2 separate regions of the Ovis aries genome follow, and region 1 is linked to region 2. The links are chromatin contacts, called in public Hi-C maps. All regions are on one chromosome and are shown on one strand. Each heading gives the region's core, a stretch centred on a gene start, on an enhancer-like site or on the middle of the called end of the contact. The rest is flanking DNA. Distances are from core to core; before and after follow the strand shown. Region 1 overlaps LOC132658655 (a long non-coding RNA gene). Region 2 has its middle 21 kb from the start of TARBP1.

Region 1 (5,618 bases), core at 2,699-5,198, 320 kb after region 2:
CTGATGATCACCTCTAGGTCCATCCATGTTGCTACAAATGGCATTATTTCATTCTTTTATGGCTGAATAATATTCCATGGTATATATGCACCATGTCTTTATCCATTCATCTGTTGATGGACATCTTGCTTGCTTCCATGTCTTAGCCATTGTAAATAGCACTGCTGTGAACATTAGAATGCATGCATCACTTCAAATTAGAGTTTTCTCTGGATATATGCCCAGGAGTGGGATTACTGAATCATATGGCAAATCTATTTTTAGTTTTTGAGGACACTCCATACTGTTTTCCGTAATGGCTGCACCAATTTGCATTCCCACCAACAGTGAATGGGATGGGGGTCTGCCTTGCTATTTTGAACCAGCCTGAGGCTACAGGTTCAGGGAAGGGATTCCTCCAGGCTTTTGACATGTTATTCCGCCACGGCCTCCTCCCTAACAACATAAGCAGGAAGTTTTGTGGGTTTTTTTTGTTTTTGTTTTTTTTTCCAGGAGGAGTGCATTATATTTTATTAATGTTAATCCTTGATTAAACAGCTGGTCCATTTCCTGGGATGGTGAGGGTTGCCCTATAGGAGGCATGAGGATGCATCCACATGCATTTGCAGAAGGGGCAGGGGAAGGGGTCGGGGGACTGCAATTTGATGGGGAGGAAACTTGGGGAGTTAACCAGTTCACACGGAGAAAAGAGTCTGATGCCTTTTTACTTACCAGCAAAGCTCTCATCTCTGGTTAAATAAACTGGCCATGATGGGAAACCATGTGGCTGTTAAAAGGAATGAGTGTGGGCAGAGTTGGTTTTTGTGTAAAAAGAAAGCATTTATACATGCTTGTTAGTAAACATGGAGTATTTCTGAAAGGATTTACCCAAACTGTTAACCATAGTTGCTGATCCAAGTCTCTAAGTCAGGTTGGCAGGGGAGGGGGCACCCAGCATGTGGCAGAAGCTCCACATTAGAGCTGTCTGTACACTGGCAATTTTTGCAATGACCTATATTGCTTTGATGACAATAGCTTTTCGGATGGTAGCAGACAGTGGGAAAATATTTTAAAGCCCATGTCAGTGCCCCAGGAATATTAGTCCATGAGACATATGCTTAGAGTGAGAGGTTCATTTGTATTTACATAATAATCACAATACATAATCCATATTACATAATAATCATGATGACATACTTGTCTTTACATAATAATTATACAGAATGCAGGTTGCCTAATAATCATTATGAAACCTTCAGCAGAAGTACAGGCATGGATAAAGCATTCGTAATCAGGAAGGGATGAGACTGAATTGCCCTTGCTCTCCCCAAAGTGAGCGAGCCCCTCACTCACTGGCTGTAATCACCATCACGGCTTGTGTCAAATGCTCAACTAGTCTTATCACAGACATTAGCTCTGATCCTCTCAAGAACTCTCGAAGATGGATTCTGTCTCTGTTTTACAGAGGAGGAAATTGAGGCTTCGGAAGGTCAGCCCATCATTGTGCTAGAGAAACTAAGTGTCCAGTAGCACCCACGTTCTCCCACCCCCATTATAGAAGCCTCAGTGGGATTACATCTCCCAGGCCTCCAGCTCAAGGAAATGGAGTAGAAGCAATTTCAGGCTCACAGGGTGAAATGTACCCTCTCCCTCACCTTCCAGCTTGTGCAAAGGTCTCCAAGGCCCCGGCAGATGGGAGAGCTGTAGCTGAAAGGAGTCTGGCTCCTCAAATCAGCACCTGAGGGGAGTTGTCCACCACCCTGAACCGGATATAAACATCAGTGTTGAGGACCTGAAATCTGAGGGTTTGTTGCCTCTGTGAAAATTCCCTAAAATAATACAACTGCTGAAACGTAACATCAGATACCATCCAATCACAGAGGATAGAGGATCGGGCCAGGATACCAGAGCCATTGGCCTTAAACCTTCTAATGCAGGGTTCTAATGCATGGGTTCCATCCCTGGCCTGGGAATTAAGCTCCTACATGCCTCATAAACTTAAATTGTTGTTGCTATTTAGTCACCAAGTCGTGTCTGACTCTTTGTGACTCCAGGATCAGCAGCTCACCAGGCATCCCTGTCCTTCACTATCTCCCAGAGTTTGCTCTAACTCATGTCCACTGAGTCAGTGATGCCATCCAACCATCTTATCCTCGGTTTCCCCCTTCTCATATTGCCCTCAATCTTTGCCAGCATCAGGGTCTTTTCCAACAAGCTGACACTTCACATCAGGTGTCCAAAGTATTGGAGCTTCAATTTCAGCATCAGTCCTTCCAATGAATGTTCAGGATTGATTTCCTTTAAGACTGACTGGTTTGATCTTTCTGCAGTCCAAGGGGCACTCAAAGAGTCTTCTCCGGCACCACAACTTGAAGCATCAATTCTTCAGCACTCAGCCTTCTTTATGGTCCAACTCTCACATCTGTACAAACCTGAATAACTATGCAAAAAAAACAGCAACAACAACTGATCATATCTGGCACCACATACAAAGATTAACTAACATGGACATAGACCCAAAATGTAAAACATAAAAAGAATTTTTTAAAAAAGGGATATGTACTGATAACCCTCCAAATAAGAAAGAAGCCAGTGGAGGAGAGAGGATTCAAGTGGTCACAGGTGACTTTGGAGGCACACTGAGAGCTGTTCACTAACGCCTGCTCTGCTGGATGGCACAGTGTCGGGGGAGAGAGTGTGCTGGTGATGGACTTCACATCTGTGTGAAGACCAAGCCACCTCCCACTTCTACAAAGACGCCAGGGCTGGCTGGTGGTCAGAAAACAGAAGCGAGGCTCAAACCCCAGAGACAAATGAGGAACTGTCAAGTCAAAACCAGAGTCCACTGGGGAATGAAAGCTGTGTGCTTGTGTGGTAAGCCTGCAGAGAGGTGCTTGTCTAATATTTTCCAAGACCTAAGCTTTTTTTTTTTTTTTTCAAAATCCTATACAAGGAAATGTTACAGAGGCCCCGTCACAGCAATTGCTTCACAAACGTCGCATCAGTTTCCGTGGTAATATTAGCATTTAACTCTACTACAGAACCGATGCAGACATTCTGGAAACTCGAGCAATTAATTTCCGTTTTCAATTCTACACGATTCATTGATGTATCAATAAGATCCTGTGAAATTGAAGAAGGTAATCAGTAATATTATTTTAAGAAGAAATGACTAAAATTTTTTTAAATGAAAAGAATTTTTTTTCCTATTCGACTTTTTGAAAGCTAGTATAAGCTGGACCATTTCTTGATTAAGTAGCATGAGTGCATTTATCAGTGGTATCATTTTCTGATTTCTAACGACATTATTCTCTGTACATTGATATCCTAACAAGAGGATGTTTCCCTTCCATTTGTAGGAGATATTCACACTTTATCCCAGGCTGTCTTCTGGAGTGAGACTATAACAGAGATCAGACCAGCCCTTGTGGAATGTATATTTTGGTGGAATAAGTAGCGGACTCCATCAATAGAAGGTTGGGTTTGAGAGTTTGGGATTAGCAGAGGCAAACTATTATATATGGGATGGATAAACAAGGCCCTACTGTACAGCATAGGGAACTGTATTCAATATCCTGTAATAAACCATAATGGAAAAGAATAGAAAAAAAAAAAGAAGTGAACCCAAGAAAATGAGTTCTTTTTCTCATGGCAATAAGCTGCCCAGAGCTGACTCCTGCTCAGCAGACCACACCCACTGTAAATTACACATTTCACTGCATAAACAAGTGCCCCAATAATACAGCTGGGAAACTTGACCCAGGTCAAGTTTCAACTGACTTCAGGTCTTTCCCTAAGCCCAGTGAGGGCTCCCAGCACATGACAGATCTCAAATAGAACCAGTGACTCAAAAGCAGTTGGTGAGATGGCCCTCTGGCAAGAGTCTGATTGGCCCCAGTGGAAAGCTGTTAGACAGCCCAGCTCAGAGCCCGAGTCTGGAGGGAGTCCACAGGGCCTGGTTTCTGGCAGGCAGCTGGGCTGAAGGAATAGCAGGTCTCTCTGCATGATCACACGTGAAGCCCTGGGAAATGCACAGCCTAGGGACCCAGCAGGCTCAGGCCCACCTGCGAGCTTCTGACCTCACCACACCACCACCCACGGAGGGAGGCTGTTCGGTGTTTCCAGGGAGTAGCAGCCTCTTAAGCACTACAACAATGTCAGCAGACTTAAATTGATTAATATCACACATTGTGATGGACTCTTCCAAAAAAAAAAAAAAAAAAAACGGTTCTAAAACAGTTGAGCAATTGCAGAGCTGAGGGCATTAGGAAAAGTTGACTATCTTACACCAGGCCAGCCAAGCAGTGAATCAGTCAGGGACAAGGCTGAGATGTTCATTTTTGTACAACAGATTTCCTTCGATTAAAAAAGCAATGGGCGAAGCAGACGAAAAAGGACAAATACCACATGATTCCACTTGTAGGAAGTACTGAAAGGAGTCCAGTTCATAGAGACAAAGAGTAGAAGGGTGGTTACCAGGGTGGAAATGGGGAGTTGTTATTTAATGTGTACAGGGCTTCAGTTTGGGGAGATGACAAAGTTGTAGAGATGGATGGGGTGATGGTTGCACAACGAGAACGTACTTGCTAACACCGATGAATGGCTAAAATGGTAAGCTTTATGTTACGTCTACTTTATCATGCACACAAAAAGTTGTGGAACTAGTCATTGGGATTGTTTTTTGGCTGTTCCAAATGTGGGATCTTAGTTACCCAACTCAGAATCAAACGTGTCCCCTGCGTTGGAAGCTTGTAGTCTTAACCACTCCACCAGGGAAGTCCCTCATTGTAATTCTTTAATTAGATCATTTGAAGATTAGTTGGGTCTCATTTAGTACTTTCTTTCTGTATATGTGCTGGCCTCCCCACAAGGCATTGTACCTTGGGATTGATAAGGGCAGGGACTATTTATAATTTACCTTTTTAGACCCACAGAAACTAACACAAAACCTGAAGGAGCATAATACTAAATAGATGTTATTTGAACCAAAAAAAAAAAAAAGGACAATCAGAATTTCCTCATTGACAAAGGTCATAATACTACATGGTGTTTTTTTTTTCTAAAAAGATGTTCACAGAATAGTAAAAACAACAAAACCAATAAATGTTATCGAATGTTTTGCATTCAGAGTAAATAAGGTTTTTAATCCAAAACAACCAAAAAATCAGTTGTACTTCAAGCAAATGATTTTTTAGAGAATAGCAGAAAAAAAATAAGAAAAAAGTTAAGTATATATATATATATATATATATATATATATATATAGAGAGAGAGAGAGAGAGAGAGAGAGAGAGTCATACTGAAAGTTTCCTACCTAAATTACCCATGTAGCCCTGACTTTAATAAGAAGTAAAAATGATGACTGCATGGATAAATGAATGACTTTCCTTCTTGGTCCACAGGGCTGTATTTTCCCTGTCTGGCTATCAGAGCATTCCATGCCACGAGCCTTGCAGGTCCTTGGAGAGGTACTGCTGCTGCTGCTGCTAAGTCGCTTCAGCAGGAACCAACTAATGTCCTCCCAGTTTAGATATCTCTTTCCTGGGTAGCTCCCTTCTGCAGGGTGAGACAGGAAATGATCACCAGCTGCCCTCCCAGCTGACTCAGCCATGAAAGCTTTTATGGGAATCTGTCTTCAC
Region 2 (5,929 bases), core at 2,510-5,009:
CGTCTCTTACATTTACCTGCATTGGCAGGCAGGTTCTTTACCACTAGAGTCACCTGGGAAGCCCCTCGTTGTGTCTAAGGGAAGGATTATTTTACATTGCTCTTCATTTTCTACAACCTAATAAGCTGTAAAACAGCTCAAAGGCAATGAAAGATGCAGAGTCCCTATAGAGTCAGAATTAGATAACCTTGAGGTATATACTCACCTGGGAAACTTGTTCTATAAATGGTCAGGTAGCAAATATTTTCAGTTTCACAAGCCATGTGGCCTTTGTTATAACTACTCAACTCTACTGTTAAACAAAAAGTAACCATAGATAATCCATAAAGGAATGAGCTTTGCTTTGTGTCAATAAAACTTTATTTATAGACCCAGGTGGCAGGCCATATCTGGCCCACTGACTATAGTTTGCTGACCCTGCTCTAAAGAATGCTGTTTTCCACTGAAGCACAAGTTATCTCCAACAGATACAAAAATAAGATGGTCTTATCAGTTGAACTGTGTCCCCTTAACATTCATACGCTGAAATCCTGACCCCTCCTCCACCTCTAGTCTCTCAGAATGGGACTGTATTTGGAGATAGAATCTTTAAAGAGGTAATTAAAATGAGGCCATTAGGGTGGGCCCTAGTCCAATATGACTGGTATCCTTGTAAGAAAGGAGATTAGGACATAGACACATTCAGAGGGAAGACCACGTGAAAATACAGGGAGAAGATGGCCATCTACAAGTTAAGGAGAAGCTTCAAAAGAAATTTCAAGAGAATAAATTTCTGCAGTTTAAGCCACCCAGTTTGCGGTACTTTGTTATACAGCCGCAGCAGACTACCAGAAATGAATCACTTTTAAAATAAGCCTATCTAATCATGAGTCAAAGGAATAGGCTAGACCAATTTCCTGCTAAATTTGCTTTATCAAATGGATTATTTTCAAGATACAGTTGAAGGTGGAGATGGGGGGAAAATTTTGACCTCAAGTTTAGAAACTAAAAAAATCGTAGTTCTTTCTTAAATACTCCCTACAATGTCAATATGTCAACGTTCTTCAGATGTCCTACAATAATTCTTATTTTAATTCCAGAGTTTCTCAAACATGGAATGCCTTTTTTTAAAAAAATATATAGTTCTCTTATTTTGTAAATAAGTTCATTTGTATTATTTTTATTAGGTTTCACATATAAGTGATACCATATGATATTTGTCTCTGACTTACTTCACTTAGTATGATAATCTCTACGTTCACCCATATTGTTGCAAATGGTACTATTTCATTCTTGTTTAATGGGTGCATAGTATTCCATTGTATACATTAATATGTACTACATGTTTATCCATTCCTCCCTTGATGGACATTTAGGTTGCTTCTATGTCTTGGCTATTGTAGATAGTGCTGCAATGAATATTGGGGTGCATGTATCTCTGCAAATTAGGGTTCTTTCCAGATATATGCCCAGGAGTGGGATTGCCAGATGTTTAGTTTTTTAATGATCTAAATAGGCATTTCTCCAAAAAAGACATACAGATGGCCATAAAGCACATGAAAAGATGTTCAACACTGCTAATTATTAGAGAAATACAAATCAAAATTACAATGAGGTACCACCTCACACTCTTCAGAATGGCCAGCATCAAAAAGTCTACAAACAATAAACGCTGGAGAGGGTGTGGAGAAAAGGGAACCCTCCTACACTGTTTATGAGAAGATACAGTTCTGAAAAATAAAACCAGTATTCTTGGAACAGGCTTCGCAAACACTAGTGTGGGCAAAAAATGAAGCAGATACTCTGAGAATGTAGAGATGCCGTGAAGCAAGCCTTGGGAAATGTTGGATTCCGAAGGCTGGAGAAGAGAACCTAAGCATGCCCCAGGTAGTGGAAAGAAGGAGGCTCTTGTGCCCAGGTCTGTGCGATCATGACAGGGACAGGAGGACCCGGGGACATGAGACGCTGGATGTCCAGAGCTGAGTGCTTCCCAAGGATCGTTATCTCTGTTTCTAGGAGAATCTGAGACATCAAGCATCCAGTCGTAGAAGAACGAAGGGAATTTAGAACACCTGGCCCTTGGTGTCTTCCTTCGGGATCCCCTATGATCACTCCCAACAGAATTTAAAAGCCCACAGTATACTCCTTTAATGGGAATACCAGACCACCTTATCTGCCTCCTGAGAAACCTGTATGCAGGTCAAGAAGCAACAGTTAGAACTGGACACGGAACAACAGACTGGTTCAAAATTGGGAAAGGAGTACATCAAGGCTGTATACTGTCACCCTGCTTATTTAGCTTATATGCAGAGTACATCATGAGAAATGCTGGGCTGTAGGAAGCACAAGCTGGAATCAAGATTGCCAGGAGAAATATCAATAACCTCAGACATGCAGATGACACCACCCTTATGGCAGAAAGCGAAGAACTAAAGAGCCTCTTGATGAAAGTGAAAGAGGAGAGTGAAAAAGTTGGCTTAAAACTCAACATTAAGAAGACAAAGATCATGGCGTCCAGTCCCAGCACTTCATGGCAAATAGATGGGGAAACAATGGAAACAGTGAGAGACTTTATTTTCTTTGGCTCCAAAATCACTGCAGATGGTGATTGCAGCCATGAAATTAAAAGACACTTGCTCTTTGGAAGAAAAGCTCTGACCAACCTAGACAGCATATTAAAAAGCAGAGACATTACTTTGCCAACAAAGGGTCCTTTATTCAAAGCTATGGTTTTTCCAGTAGTCATGTATGGGTGTGAGAGCTGGACTATAAAGAAGGCTGAGTGTCAAAGAAACAATGCTTTTGAATTGTGGTGCTGGAGAAGACGCTTTAGAATCCCTCGAACTGCAAGGAGCTCAAATCAGTCAATCCTAAAGGAAACCAACCCTGAATATTCATTGGAAGGACTGATGCTGAAGCTGAAGCTCCAATACTTGGCCACCTCGTTAGAAAAGATCCTGCTGGTGGAAAAGATTGAAGGCAGAAGAAGAAGGGGACAACAGAGTACGAGATGGTTGGATGGTATCACCAACTCAATGGACATGAATTTGAGGAAGCGCTGGGAGATGGTAAAGGACAGGGAAGCCTGGCGTGCTGCAGTCCAAGGGGTCGCAAATAGTTGGACACGACTGAGCAACTGAACAAAATTGCTCCTTCCGTGAAATGACTGCAGATCAATGGTGTAAAAGCCCGGATGGTGCCCGCAATGTCACCTCCTGGCCACCAGATGGCGCGCGGCATCCACAGTGCACTTGCGCGGCCTCTGCCTGCCCCAGCGCTGGCCCGGGGCCCAGAGGAAATGTGTTTGTGTGTCTCCTCTTAGGGAGCGCCCTGCAACGTTTTTACACTTTAGAAAGCTCATCGGCAGAGGAGCATGTGAAACGGCACACGGCACAGCTGTGCTCTTCCTGTCCTGTCCCTGGCGGGGACACGTCAGCAGCATTTCCCCTTGTCTGTAGAATTTTGGAGCCTTCTTGCCCATTTGTTCTCAGAACTGGAGCTAGACGCGGGGAGGACTTTGCTTCCATTTTGAAACCCACAATCCTGCTGGGAAAGAAGAGGAAAAAAATATCCCAAGATTGTGTATGAGGGCAGGCACGTTGCTGGCGTGAAAACAAACTGCCAAAACTTTGTTACTCTGGTATTCTGTCAGCTAACACAGTGGGGTGGAAGATTTCGACGTCATCCCAGACCTCAGCCCCGAAGAGTTAATGATGTTACTCATGCCACTGGGGCCAGGAAGAAAGACTCGCATTTTTGGGTGGTTGCTGCTTGCCCAGAGCTGTGGAATGAGCTGTGAGGCTGAAGGCCAAGGGACTTGGGCCACCCATGCAGTGAAATAATCCCCCAGAAATGCGCTGCCTGGAGTGGAAATGAACAGTCATTCCAGGGCATTTACTAAATATTACGGACAGTCATTCAGGCTACAGTTGGTTGGACTCTCAACACTGCAAATCTCACATTTGGGATACATTACGCAGATACCAGGAAATAATCGAAATCAAACAATGGTCAAGTTCTGGGTCATAAGCAGTGAGGCCTCTTCTTATTTTCTGTTCCAATAGCAATGTATAATTAATAACCTAGTTTTTGACTGGAAGGAATATTTCAATACATGGGTGATGCTTTCAGAAGGGCCTCAGCGAGTCACTTTTTATTTCCTTCTTTCTTTGTCTTTCTGAAGTAGGGCCCTGGAAGGGAAGACAAAGGCAATATTCAAATATGACCTACATTTTTGACCCAATCAGAAACTTGTGTGAATCAAGACAAGCAAAACCTTGGCACCTACTCTTTGTCTGGCACCCTGTCCCATGTCTGAAAAGTACTTTATTATTTCATCTTCCTGACAACGACTTAGTATTTGGCATTGCCTCAGGTTTTCAGATGAGAAATCTGGGCTCAGAGAGGTTAAGTAGCTCGCCAGAAGTCACACAGCCAGTAAATGTGAGAGCTAGAAAATAGACACAGGTATTTTGGACTTGAAGGCCTGGGTTTGTTCTCCTTTGTCAAGGCATTTCATTGACTCACAGAACCTTTGAGTTGGGAGAAGTTTGGGAGGTCATTTAGATAAACCCTCTAAATCATGCAATAATCCCTTCCCCACTGTTCACTATAATTGTAAATGTAAATGTGCCTGGAATCAAAAGCTGAAGCTTAGAAAGAAAGAAGAGCAAGACTTCAGAATGCAGACAGAGGGCCTAAATAAATGAAATAGATTTTGTTTCAATTTTATTTAAATATTTTTAAAAATGGATAATACACACAAGTGGGATGGTCATAATATTCTCACGTGCCTCTGTGCTATAACTAAAAATGATGCAGAGGAATGCTACTATCTCAGAACACCTTTCTGAACCAGAAAGCTAACTTTCTGGTAAAAAGCTCCCCCTCTGTACTGGAGACAGGTAACTGCAGGCATGAGGGTAGGGGACTGGCCTCAGGCCACAGAGCAAGCCGGTGGCAGAGCTAGAAATAGAACTGATGGCTGTGTGTCCTAGCTCTGCCCTGCCACCTCACACTTAGTCCCTTGTCATGACCAGCCCTGTGTGAATTTGGTAAGGAAACCCAACACTGGGTTTCGGTTTTCATTACACACCGGAAACTTGGCCTGAGATCACTAAAAAGTTCACTGTGGTTTGTGAACCTTTCAAACAGATGGAGCCAGGTTTCTGCCATGCGCCTGCCCCCGCCAATGCCAGGGGGGGATTTATGGGGCTGAGCGGGAACCAGGTACAATTCCATAGCCTCAGCAGTGCCGTGTCCCAGGTACGGGCGGCCTGGGGTGACACTGCAGGCCAGGAGCCTCTGCAAATCACAGCTGCTACAGTTTCTCTCCACTCCAGCTGGGGAGAGAGAGAAAAGGAGGGAATGATTTAGGAGGTGTGCATATTCATTTGCAAACAAAGTTATGGAAGTCGCTAGTGAGATTTATATTGGTAATTAAGTGATAATGGCTGTGTAAAGCTGCTTGAGTTGGATTCCTGGAAAAAACTGGAGGGACTGAGGCTCTTTTGAGAAATGTCTTATTGTTTAGCATTTTCAGAAACAATTTGGGTTTCTATAGTACTTAAAAAAAAAATTATTGAACGTTGCTTTACAAGATTGTGTTAGCTTCTGCTCTACAGCACAGTGAGTCACCTATACGTGTGCATATATCCCCTCTCTCTTGGACTTCCTTCCTGTTTAGGTCCTCACAGAGCACTGAGTAGAGTTCCCTGTGCTACGCAGTAGATGCTCATTAGCCATCTATTTTATGCATGCATGCTTAGTCCCTCAGTCGTGTTCAGCTCTTTGAGACTGCTGGACTATATCCTGCCAGGCTCCTCTGTCCGTGGGATTCTCCAGGCAAGGATACTGGAAGGGGTAGCCATTCCCCTCTCCAGGGGATCTTCCTCATCCAGATATCAAACCCGGATCTCCTGCGTTGCAGGCGGCTTCTTCACCACTGAGC

The links. Hi-C and Micro-C count contacts between places; a contact is called where the count stands out from the background.
Region 1: a contact with region 2 is called in a Hi-C map of muscle, with 4 times the contacts expected there. The contact joins two enhancer-like sites. A contact is called at or near these places in 3 of 16 Hi-C or Micro-C datasets (blood, muscle and skin fibroblasts).

The regions. Positions count from the first base shown.
Region 1 is chr25:6,992,358-6,997,975 of ARS-UI_Ramb_v3.0, forward strand. LOC132658655 (a long non-coding RNA gene) reads right to left here. Exons shown (of 2, transcript XR_009598568.1): 2 at 193-2,419. Among named protein-coding and RNA genes, the nearest start is that of IRF2BP2, 210 kb to the left of the region's middle. Within about 2 kb of position 3,949, at least 24 of the 54 cell types and tissues checked have an H3K27ac peak or open chromatin away from gene starts, as enhancers often do. A contact at or near this core is called in muscle, where this site is marked.
Region 2 is chr25:6,670,487-6,676,415 of ARS-UI_Ramb_v3.0, forward strand. No RefSeq gene overlaps it. Among named protein-coding and RNA genes, the nearest start is that of TARBP1, 21 kb to the left of the region's middle. Within about 2 kb of position 3,760, at least 49 of the 54 cell types and tissues checked have an H3K27ac peak or open chromatin away from gene starts, as enhancers often do. A contact at or near this core is called in muscle, where this site is marked.